Regions from separate parts of the Mus musculus genome. Here region 1 is linked to region 2. A link is a contact called in public promoter capture Hi-C data. All regions are on one chromosome and are shown on one strand. The core of a region is the stretch at or near the end of the contact, and the rest is flanking DNA. Distances in the headings are between cores, read along the strand shown. Region 1 holds the start of Napa (N-ethylmaleimide sensitive fusion protein attachment protein alpha). Region 2 holds the start of Sae1 (SUMO1 activating enzyme subunit 1).

What was found. Promoter capture Hi-C pulls out the DNA fragments that hold promoters and counts their contacts.
Region 1: a contact with region 2 is called in a promoter capture Hi-C map of hippocampal neurons, with 2.5 times the contacts expected there. The contact joins the promoter of Napa here to the promoter of Sae1 in region 2. A contact is called at or near these places in 6 of 39 promoter capture datasets (cranial neural crest, hippocampal neurons, liver and 2 more), 6 of 484 Hi-C or Micro-C datasets (CD4 T cells, cerebral cortex, embryonic stem cells and 1 more), 4 of 115 datasets of contacts at active chromatin or transcription factors (the HPC-7 cell line, bone marrow-derived macrophages, microglia and 1 more) and 3 of 9 other capture datasets (adipose tissue, liver and macrophages).

What each region holds. Positions count from the first base shown.
Region 1 is chr7:16,097,051-16,101,838 of GRCm38.p6, reverse strand. It overlaps Napa (N-ethylmaleimide sensitive fusion protein attachment protein alpha), which reads right to left and starts at 3,259. Exons shown (of 11, transcript NM_025898.4): 1 at 3,065-3,259. The coding sequence starts at 3,162.
Region 2 is chr7:16,384,902-16,390,012 of GRCm38.p6, reverse strand. It overlaps Sae1 (SUMO1 activating enzyme subunit 1), which reads left to right and starts at 2,117. Exons shown (of 9, transcript NM_019748.3): 1 at 2,117-2,372. The coding sequence starts at 2,263.

The DNA.
Region 1 (4,788 bases), core at 2,010-4,509, 290 kb after region 2:
ATCTCATACTCACACCCAGTAATCCCTGTGCTCCCGGCCAGCCTGCTTACTCTACAGAAACATCCGGGGAACAGGGCTCACTCTGAGCTTGTCTCGTCAAGGAAGAAACTCCCCAGCCACACTGGCATCCCACAGGAAATGGTTTGTCCTGGAACTCCCTATGTATACCAAGCTGACATCAAATTTACAGAGATGTGCCAGCCTCTGGTTCCCGAGTGCTAGTCTTTTTGTTTTTGAAGAGAAGGTTATAGGGCGAAGTTAGGGATCAGGAAGAGCCCTACAGAACAGAACTGTCCTTCAGGACCAATTCAGTCCCTATGGGTCACAGCAGAGGGGCAAAAGGAGGGGAAGGGTATCAGACTCTCAGGCAGGCATGCCCATCACCAAGGGAAGGTGCTAACCGGCTTTGTCCTTGAACTAAATGGTGTTTTAAAGCCCCCTAGTGTCTACCAGCCCAGAAATCTAGACGGGTGAAGATGGGTGAGAGTAGCCTACTTGCCCCATGTAACCTGAGCAGAGGCCGGGGAAGCTGTCGTCACGGGCATTCCCAAGAGCAGAAGATGCCTCAGAGAGCAGCTGAGCGAGGGCTGCTTGTCAAATGCTTACCAGGCAGCCCCAGTTCCAAGAGGTGGGCCCGTCTGGTGGTGGTTTCTCTCCAGGTGATCTTGGGGTACTTCCAAGGCCCCTGAGTTCCAGTGGGCCCTGCTCACTTCCCTATAGTACATCCTCTAGTCTTCCTGGAAGGACCAGAAGAAACCCACTTGCTCTTTCAAATGTTTGTAGAAAACTACTGTGGGGGCAGGCAGCAGTCTAAGGGAGGCAGCACCTCAAACTAGTCTGCCAACACCCTCCCTACACACAGTGTCCACAGCAGGCATGAGTGTCCTGGAGTCTCTGGGCTTCAGAAGCACTAGGCTAATGGAGGGGGCTATGGAACCCCAGGGGCCAGGTCTGACCACCTGGTGTCCCCTCTGCTTCTTGTGCTGCTAGACAAATAAATCAAGTCTAGGCTGCCCACTTTATCCTTTACCCACCTCCACAGTGTGCATACTACATAAAGTTGACTACCTGGCCCAGGCAGGGCTGGGCAGCAGAGTGAGCAACTGGCAGGCATGATCCACTATTGCTGTAACAGGGTTCCTTCCACATCACTGTCCCATAACCAGCTGTTATATGTGTGTGTGTTTTTTTTCTAAAGGGTAAAAGAGGAACCCACTGCAACAGGCCCTCACTAAAATCCCGCAGGCTCCCCAGTACCTCAAATCCAAGCCCATGCTCACAGGCTTCATCTATGTCCAGCCCCCACCCCCCAAAGTCATGGTCTGCCTTGGAACTCTGCCTGTACTAACTCTTCCTTCAGCAGGCAGGCTTCTGGGCCTTTTCTCAAGCTTCTCCCTTCTGCTGCTCTCCAACTGAGAGTCCCCTAGATCTCCTGCTCAGCCCTGGATGAAAGCCCACCCTCTAAGAAGCCATCTCTGTCCCTGTCCCACCATCCCTGATGCCTAGACTGCCCTCCCAGGCCACTGTTCCCAGCTTCACTCCTCACCAAAAGCCTCCCTCAAGTTCTCAAAGTTTCTTTTCAGCTCAAGAACTTTAAGTGCATGATACAAACGTATACCTTATACCAGAAAGCTCTGCTCTACCAGTGGCTGGGAAGTGGTAAACAGGTGGACACACAGCTGCTCCCCTGGGAGCAGCCCAACTCTACACTTATCTCTCTGGGCCAAAGAGATCAGACACTGAGCCATCAGGAAAACTACTGCTGAAAACTGAGCGGGAGGCACCGCCCCAACACCACGCCTAACCTGAACTTCTTCCCTTGTGAAGACTGAAGAAACACACACACACACACACACACACACACACACACTCACACTCTCTCTAATGAAACATTCTCATCTAACTGACATAGCCTGTCATTAACCAGATGTCTGTGCAGCAGGTATAAACATTTTTCAAGTTCCTTTGCTAAACATTATCTGATGGCAAACAACAAGGGATGGCTTCATCCTCTCCCTCCCCTTCATGTCTTTCTGTCCTCACCCAGCTTATAACAGTCTCTCCCAGAGCTTTCCCCAACTTCCTGGTTGTCTTCTGTATCCTTCCATCCTTGCTTTGGAGGCTTCTGATTTTGTGTCCTACCCCTGCACAGCTCTTCCTCAACACCTGCCTGGACCTTTCCCCAGTGTTCCTCTCTGCCTGTTCCTTCAAGAGCTTTGCCTGCTGCCATGTAGTGTCGTCTCCCCCTACCCCCTCCTATATCCCAAGGCTCTGGCCCTCTCCCCAGACCCCTCAAGCACTCCAATTCCTACCATCTTGGTTTCCCCATCAGCATCTTACACTCTCTGAGTCTGCTTCTTCCTGCCTGATGAGCCTTTCAGAGGGCCAGACTCAATTCTGAGCACAGTACACATAGTTTATACTCATAACAAACTTCTGCAGTTAGTTTTTACCAACAAGCCCTTTCAGAGAGACCTACTCCCTTAAGATAAAGAAACCTCGGAATCGCATCCCAAGCATGGGTTCTGCTGCTCCTAAGTTAATATGGCTGAAGATGGCAAACTTGCATAAACTTTGTGTGAGGTATTTGCCACCTCCTGGGTGTGTTCAGACTCCAGACTTGAGGACCACCTAGTAGGCGGTGGTCCTACCACCCTAATGATTCTCTTGTGTGCCTCATCCTCCCATCACCATTGTCTTGGCTAAAACCAGTGTCACTGTCCATTCATGCTTGTTCCCCAAGCACAAGTCTCCACCTCTCAGTCCAGGCCTCGCCATCAGTCACTCTTAGCAGGGCCCCACTCACCCTCACACCTCGTACTCCGGCTCATCATGCCCAAGGACGCCCCAGCCCGGGTCCCCTCGGTCTGGTGTCCTCACCCCGGCAGCCTGGGCCGCACAGATCCACGGGCACCGGCCTGGGAAAGGCGCGGCCACCAGTCAGCGGGTGTCGTCAGCCATAGGGCCACGGCCAGGGCCTGCAAGGCCGCTGAGGGGCTCCCAAAGTGCAGAGCAGAAGAGCCCGCTCTTCCCCGCCTTGGGCCCAGCCTCGCCCATTGCTCACCCAAAGAGGCCGGAGAAGAAGGACTGCGAGTTCTTCACCTTGCGCTCCGCTTCAGCCAGCAGCGCCATAGCCTCAGCCTGCTTCCCGGAGTTGTCCATGACGTCGCGCAGCTGCTCGGCTCAGGCCCGACACAGCCTGGCGACGACTCACAGGCCCCGGACACCGCGCACTCAGCGGAGCTCCGCCCGCTGCGTTGACGTCACCCAGGCCTGCCACCCCACGTGAACCCTGCGAACCAACCAGTGGGCTCAAGCTGCGAGGCACTCTCCTCCCGGCACGCCCCCTCCGGCTACCGCACTCAGCACCTTGACCCCCCCCCCCCCAACACGTGAGCACACGCCGCTAGCCTCCTGGAACCCCCACAAGCGCATTGCCACGTGACACCAAATAAGCCAATCATAAGCCCGAACCGCCAAGAGCCCACCGCCCCCAAAGCGCGACCTTTGACTCCCTCCAACCAATCAGCAGGCTCTATAGACTTGTTCTGCCACGCCTCGGCGGAACTGGGTCACACTAATCACCTGACCAGTGTCGCGGCGCTCATGTGACGCCTCTAGGTTCATGCTCCAGGTTTGACTGACCCAGCAGTTTAGCTCCGCCTCCTGTTTCGCTTTACGTCATAGTCACTTGGGAAAAAACTGTGCAGTGAAAACGAACCTTCTTACTCCCTCTGGCGATCGTCTCTAGAATTGGCTTGGGGAATCCAGAAGGTCTCCATTTCTAGCTGGATGGCTCAGCTGCTAAAGGCATTTGCTACCAAGTTTAACAACCATATTCCTATTCCTGGGACCCACATAGTAGAAGGTGAGAACTAGCTCCTCCAAATTGTTCTCTAACCTACACACACAATGCCTTTAGGGAGTATCTTGCAGTGCCACACACAGAATGTCACTAGATACTCAGTCCCATGTAAAAAGCTGGGTGTGTCAGCGGGCACCTGTAACAGGAATGGGTGGGTGGGAGACAGGCATATGCCTGGAGCTTGCTGGCCAGCCAGTCTGGCAGAATCAATGAGTTCCAGGGCCAGAGAGAGACCTGGTTTCGAAAACTAAGGTGCAGAACAACTGAAGAAGACTCCTGACATCAACCTCTGGCCTACACACACACACACACACACACACACACACACACACACAGTTAAAAATTAGTGGAAAAGTCTAAATAAAGCATGGACAGTCAGTTATTGACAGTGGTTCAGTATCTGTACTAAATACACTATGCTATAGTAAGAGCAACATCTTACTATAGGACAGAAACTGCTATGTGGGAACTAGCATAGGCTAGTTTTCTGTAAATCTACAGTTATTCTAAAGGTCAGTCCCCAGGGCCCTGCCCACAGTGATTCCAATCCCTATAGTGTGCTGTGGTGCAGGAATCTGTATCTCTTCTTTACTGAACTTCGCTGATTAGCAGGGAACATTTGAGGAAAGTGTTATGTGAGTTGGGTGTTGGGGACAGGAAAAGGCAAAAGACATCTTCCTCTGACCCTTTCCCATTGAACACTTCCCCAAATGTACCTGTGCTCATCATGACTGTACACTGACCTCAGAGCTGGTGAGTCTGGATGGCCACAAGCAGATATGGTTCCACTTCCATTTGCTGCAACGTGTCATCCTTTTGGAGCAATGAGCTATGCAGCAATGGATGACTATATGCCCTCAACCCATAAGGCCAGAACTGCATTTCCACTCATGGAGTTGGGTCACTCAGGGTAGAGCAGTGGA
Region 2 (5,111 bases), core at 868-3,367:
GCCCTGGTTGTCCTGGAACTCACTCTGTAGACCAGGCTGGCCTCAAACTCAGAGATCTGCCTTCCTCTGCCTCCCGAGTGCTGGGATTAAAGAGTGAGTTCCAGGACAGCCAGGGCTATATAGAGAAGCCCTGTCTCGAAAAACAAAAACAAACAAACAAACAAACAAAGAGTTCAAAGCTGGGGCTGGAGAGATTGCTCAGTGGTTAAGAGCACTGGCTGCTCTTCCAGAGGTCCTGAGTTCAATTCTCAGCAACCACCTGGTGGCTCACAACCATCTCTAATGGGATCTGATGCCCTCTTCTGGTGTGTGTCTAAAGACAGCTACAGTGCACTCACATAAATAAAATTAATAAATAAATCTTTAAAAAAAAGAGAGAGAGAGTTCAAAGCTGGGGCTGGCGAGATGGCTCAGCGGTTAAGAGCACCGACTGGCTCACATCCCTTTTTCATTGCAGCATATACCAGGCTGGGGGAGTCTGTCTTTGCTTCCTATCTCTAGGTGTGAGTGCTGGGATTGAAGACATGCTGACTACCAAATCTGGCTTTCTAAAGAACCAAATTTAAATCCTCACATTTGCAGTCCACTGGTTGGTCTGGAGCTGCTATGTAGATCAGCCTAGCCTCAACTCACAGATCCACCTGCCTCTGCCTTCCAAGTGCTGCTATTAAAGGCATATTAAAGGCATGTGTAACCATACTGGGATTTATTCTAATTTTTTTTTTTTTTGAGGTAGAGTCCTGCTATGTGGTCCAGACTGGCTTTGAACTCTGTTTTTTTTTTTTTAAAGATTTATTTATTATTATATCTTAGTACATTGTAGCTATCTTCAGACACACTAGAGGAGGGCATGTGGTTGCTGGGATTTGAACTCAGAACCTTTGGAAGAGAAGTCAGTGTTCTTAACTGCTGAGCCATCTCGCCAGCCCCAGCTTTGAACTCTCTCTCTTTTTTTAAAGATTTATTTATTAATTTTATTTATGTGAGTGCACTGTAGCTGTCTTCAAACACACACCAGAAGAGGGCATCAGATCCCATTAGAGATGGTTGTGAGCCACCAGGTGGTTGCTGAAAATTGAACTCAGGACCTCTGGAAGAGTAGTCAGTGCTCTTAACCACTGAGCCATCTCTCCAGCCCCAGCTTTGAACTCTTTTTTGTTTGTTTGTTTGTTTGTTTGTTTTTGTTTTTTGAGACAGGGTTTCTCTATATAGCCCTGGCTGTCCTGGAACTCACTCTGTAGACCAGGCTGGCCTCCAACTCAGAGATCTTCCTGCCTCTGCCTCCAGAGTGCTGGGATTAAAGCTCTGGGCAGCCATCATCACCCAGCATCAGCCTTGGTTTTTGACCCAGGATATCTTCATTGGGATATGGGTTTGTTGGTTAGATAAGTGTGGGTCTGAGCAAGGCCCAGAAAACCTTCTCCCAAGTGCTGGGATTACAAATCTGCACTACAAATTTGTTTGTTTGTTTGTTTTGTTTTTGTTTTAAATAGGAATATAGATATTAAACTCAGGCAAGCACTTTACTGAGCCATCTTTTCAGTCCTTGACGGTTTTGAGACAGGATCTCATTCGTAGTAATTCTCCTACTTCAGCCTTGTGAAGGCATGAATGCTGGGATTACAGGCACGAGCTCATAAATTTAGGTTTGCTTCTGTTAACAGGATCTCATGTAACCCAGGCTGGCCTTTAACTTTTGATTCCTTTCACTTATTTTTGTCCAAAAGCTGTGATTACAGGCATAGCCCACCATGATCAATTTGAGTCTTGCATCTTACATAAGGATTTGAGAATGTGTCAGGAGAGGAGAGGGCAGAGAGGAGTCCTTCCTCTTTTTCTGTCCAGGAGGAAAGTCTAGCTTTCTTTTGTTTTATTTTTTTCGCCTCAATAGGTAGTGAGCTCCATGTGTTGTTATTTTAAAGTAGTATCTTTATTTCACCACACCATCGATGCTGGAATCCCGGTGACAACTCGATCCAGATCCGCTTCATAAATGACCGCGTGGACATCCTCGAGGAATCAAAACACCCGCCACTTTTCTTTTTTTTTCTTTTTCCTCTCCGGGATTGATTGGCGTCTCCATCACGTGATGGGGCAGCGAGCGGGCCTTGGAGTCTTCGGTATCCACGTGGTCTCCCGCAAAGCACGGAGGTGGCACTGCGCAGGCGCGGCTCTCTGCGCAGGCGCAAGCGCGTCCCCGGTGCACGGACTCGCTGCTGGCGGTTAGCGAGAGCGGGAGCGGGTGAGCTGAAAGCCGGCGCCATGGTAGAGAAGGAGGAGGCTGGCGGCGGCGGCGGCGGTGGCATCAGCGAGGAGGAGGCAGCGCAGTATGACCGACAGATCCGCCTGTGGGGACTGGAGGCCCAGAAGCGGTGAGGGGCGCCGCGGGCATCCTGCGGGCCGGCGTGTGGGCCCTGAGGGAGTGGGTGCGGCCCTGTTGTGGAGCGGAGGCGGGATTGCTGCACTTGGGTTTCCTAGTGCTTCAGAACTGACGAATGGACGGTGTTTCTGCAAAGTACCGGAGGTGGAGATGTCCCCTGTGTAGTATTGAGAGTGTCCTTGGAGGAGGCGGGGGAGAGGGAGGATTTGAACTTGAGGCTCCCTCGGTGTCAGTACCTGGTGATGGTGGGATTTAGGTGAGGCTTGTAGGGTCTAAGTGGGGTGAGCATTAGTGCAAAATAGGGGGGTGGCGGGCTGAGCTCATTAATTTCTATGCATGGGAACCTGTGTTGGACGCCCTGGGGACTTGACAAACCCCACAGGCTCCTCTAGAGGAGTGCTTGAGGGCAAGTCCTGACAAAGGGACCCCTGGAGAGGCGCAGAGTGGCCCAATTTATTCAGCACACAGCTACAGACGTTGGGTTGTTTGTTTGTTTGTTTGTTTTTCTTTCCCCTTCCCCCAGACCAGGTTTCTCTCTGTGGCCCTGGCTGTCCTGGGCCTCGCTCTGTAGACGATCTCAAACTCAGAGATCTGCCTGCTTCTGCATCCCGAATGAGTACAGGGATTAAAAAGGCACGTGCCATCACGCCTGGCTTCCTTAACATATTCAAGTTATAAATTATATTTTGTGGGGATATGGTTGTTCATATTTTTAATTCTAGTACTCCTGAGGCAGAGGCAGGAGTATGTCTGTGAGTTCGAGGTTAGTCTGAGCTATGTAGTTCCAACACAGCCAGGGCTACCACAGTGAGATCCTGACTCAAATCAAAACAAACTCCAAAGGTAATTGTTTTTATAGCTTAGGCTGGCTTTGAACTTGCAGAGATCTTACTTGTCTTAAGTGCTGAGATAAATACATGCATCATCACACATTGGCTCCCTAGGCATTTTTGGGGGGAGCATTTTTTGGGGGAGAGGTTTTAGAATTTTATGTTTTGACTTCTCTGTACGTTTTCCATGGTGTTGATGTGGATGCCAAAGGACAACTTTGTGAAGTCAGTTCCTTTATGTAGATTTTTGAGGTCTAAACTCAGGTTGCCAGGTGTCCCCCAGGCATTTGAGACAAGCACTTTACTTGGTGAGGCATCTTACTTGGGCTCCTTGAGCATTTTTTATTGAACTAAATAGGCTCCTTCCCAACTTGAAGCTTATGTTTTGATGGGGACTAAGAGCAATATTCATAAATAATAAAGTTCCATAGTGATAAGGCTCTAGGGTAGTGTCGTACATACACCTGACATTGCAGCACTTAGGAGGCTGAGGATGGAGGAGTGGGCTCAAAGTTAATCTTCAGTACAGAGTAGTTCAATGCCATCGTGAGTTGTACAGGGACACCTAACCTCAAAAACCAAAACACGGGCTGGTGAGATGGCTCAGTGAGTAAGAGCACCTGACTGCTCTTCTGAAGCTCCGGAGTTCAAATCCCAGCAACCACATGGTGGCTCACAACCATCCATAACGAAATCTGACACCCTCTTCTGGAGTGTCTGAAGATAGCGACAGTATACTTACATATAATAAGTAAATAAATACAATCTTAAAAAACAAAAACACTGTCAGGCATGGTGATACAAGCTTTGATCCTATCAGAGGCAGGCTAGGTCTACATAAACACCCCAATCAAACCAGAAAGCTGGACATTGTAATCCCAGTATTCAGGAGGCTGAGGAGGGAGGGAGACACCATATAAGCAAGATGTGTTAGTGCATGTCTGTAATCTTAGCCCTTGAAAGGTAAGTGCAGGAAGATCAGAAGTTCAAGGCCTTGGCATGGTGGCATATACCTTTATTCCCAGTGAGCTTTAGGCCACATGATCTACATAATGAGACCCTTACTTTTAAAGTGGGGAGGGTAGGACCGAGAGAGCAGCTCTTGGAAGTAGGGTCAGATTTCATTCCCCCTCAACCACGTGATGACTCACAACCACCTGTAACTCTGGTTGCAGGGAATCTGAAATCTTCTGGCCTCTGTGGGCACTGCGCATACATACATATGTGTATATGTGTTGCACATACATACACTCAGATGTGCACACATATAGAGTCTCTGAAGAAAAAAGGGAATGAATATACTTTATTATACTGAGACGTAAATGAGATAGCACATGTACAACTCCTATGCCCAGCAGACTTCAGTAGATTCTCTGTGATTAGACAAGTCTGAATATTAAGCAACAAAAGAAGGGAAAATATTAAGAGTGTTGAACCACTGACATGCCTAAGAGGTTTTCTGAGCAGTTATAGTTTCAGGGCCAGAGGTGGAATCCCGTGCTGGGTGTGTGTGTTTTACTTGGGTTAGAAATACTCCAGCTTCCCAGCCTACCCCAGCGGATGTTTGATTTTCCCTTTGAGACAGGGTTTCACTCTAACCCGAGCTGGCATCAGACGTGGAACAGTCCTCCTGCCCAGTGCTAGGAGAGCTGGCATCACAGGTGCAGAGAGATTTATAATCCCAGTGCTTCCAAGGTGGCTTCAGGAGGGCTAGGAGTTCAAGGCCAGCCTGGGCTACATGAGACTATCAAAAACAAAATAAGAAATTTCTGTTTTAAGCCTTTTCTCTCTGAGGATTTTAATAACGTAGCACAGTTAGCATAGAGGTTTATGTTTTGTTGGCTGAAATTTGACCTGTGCCTCATCTTCCGGATGCCACTTAAGCGTGGTGTTATGCTCTT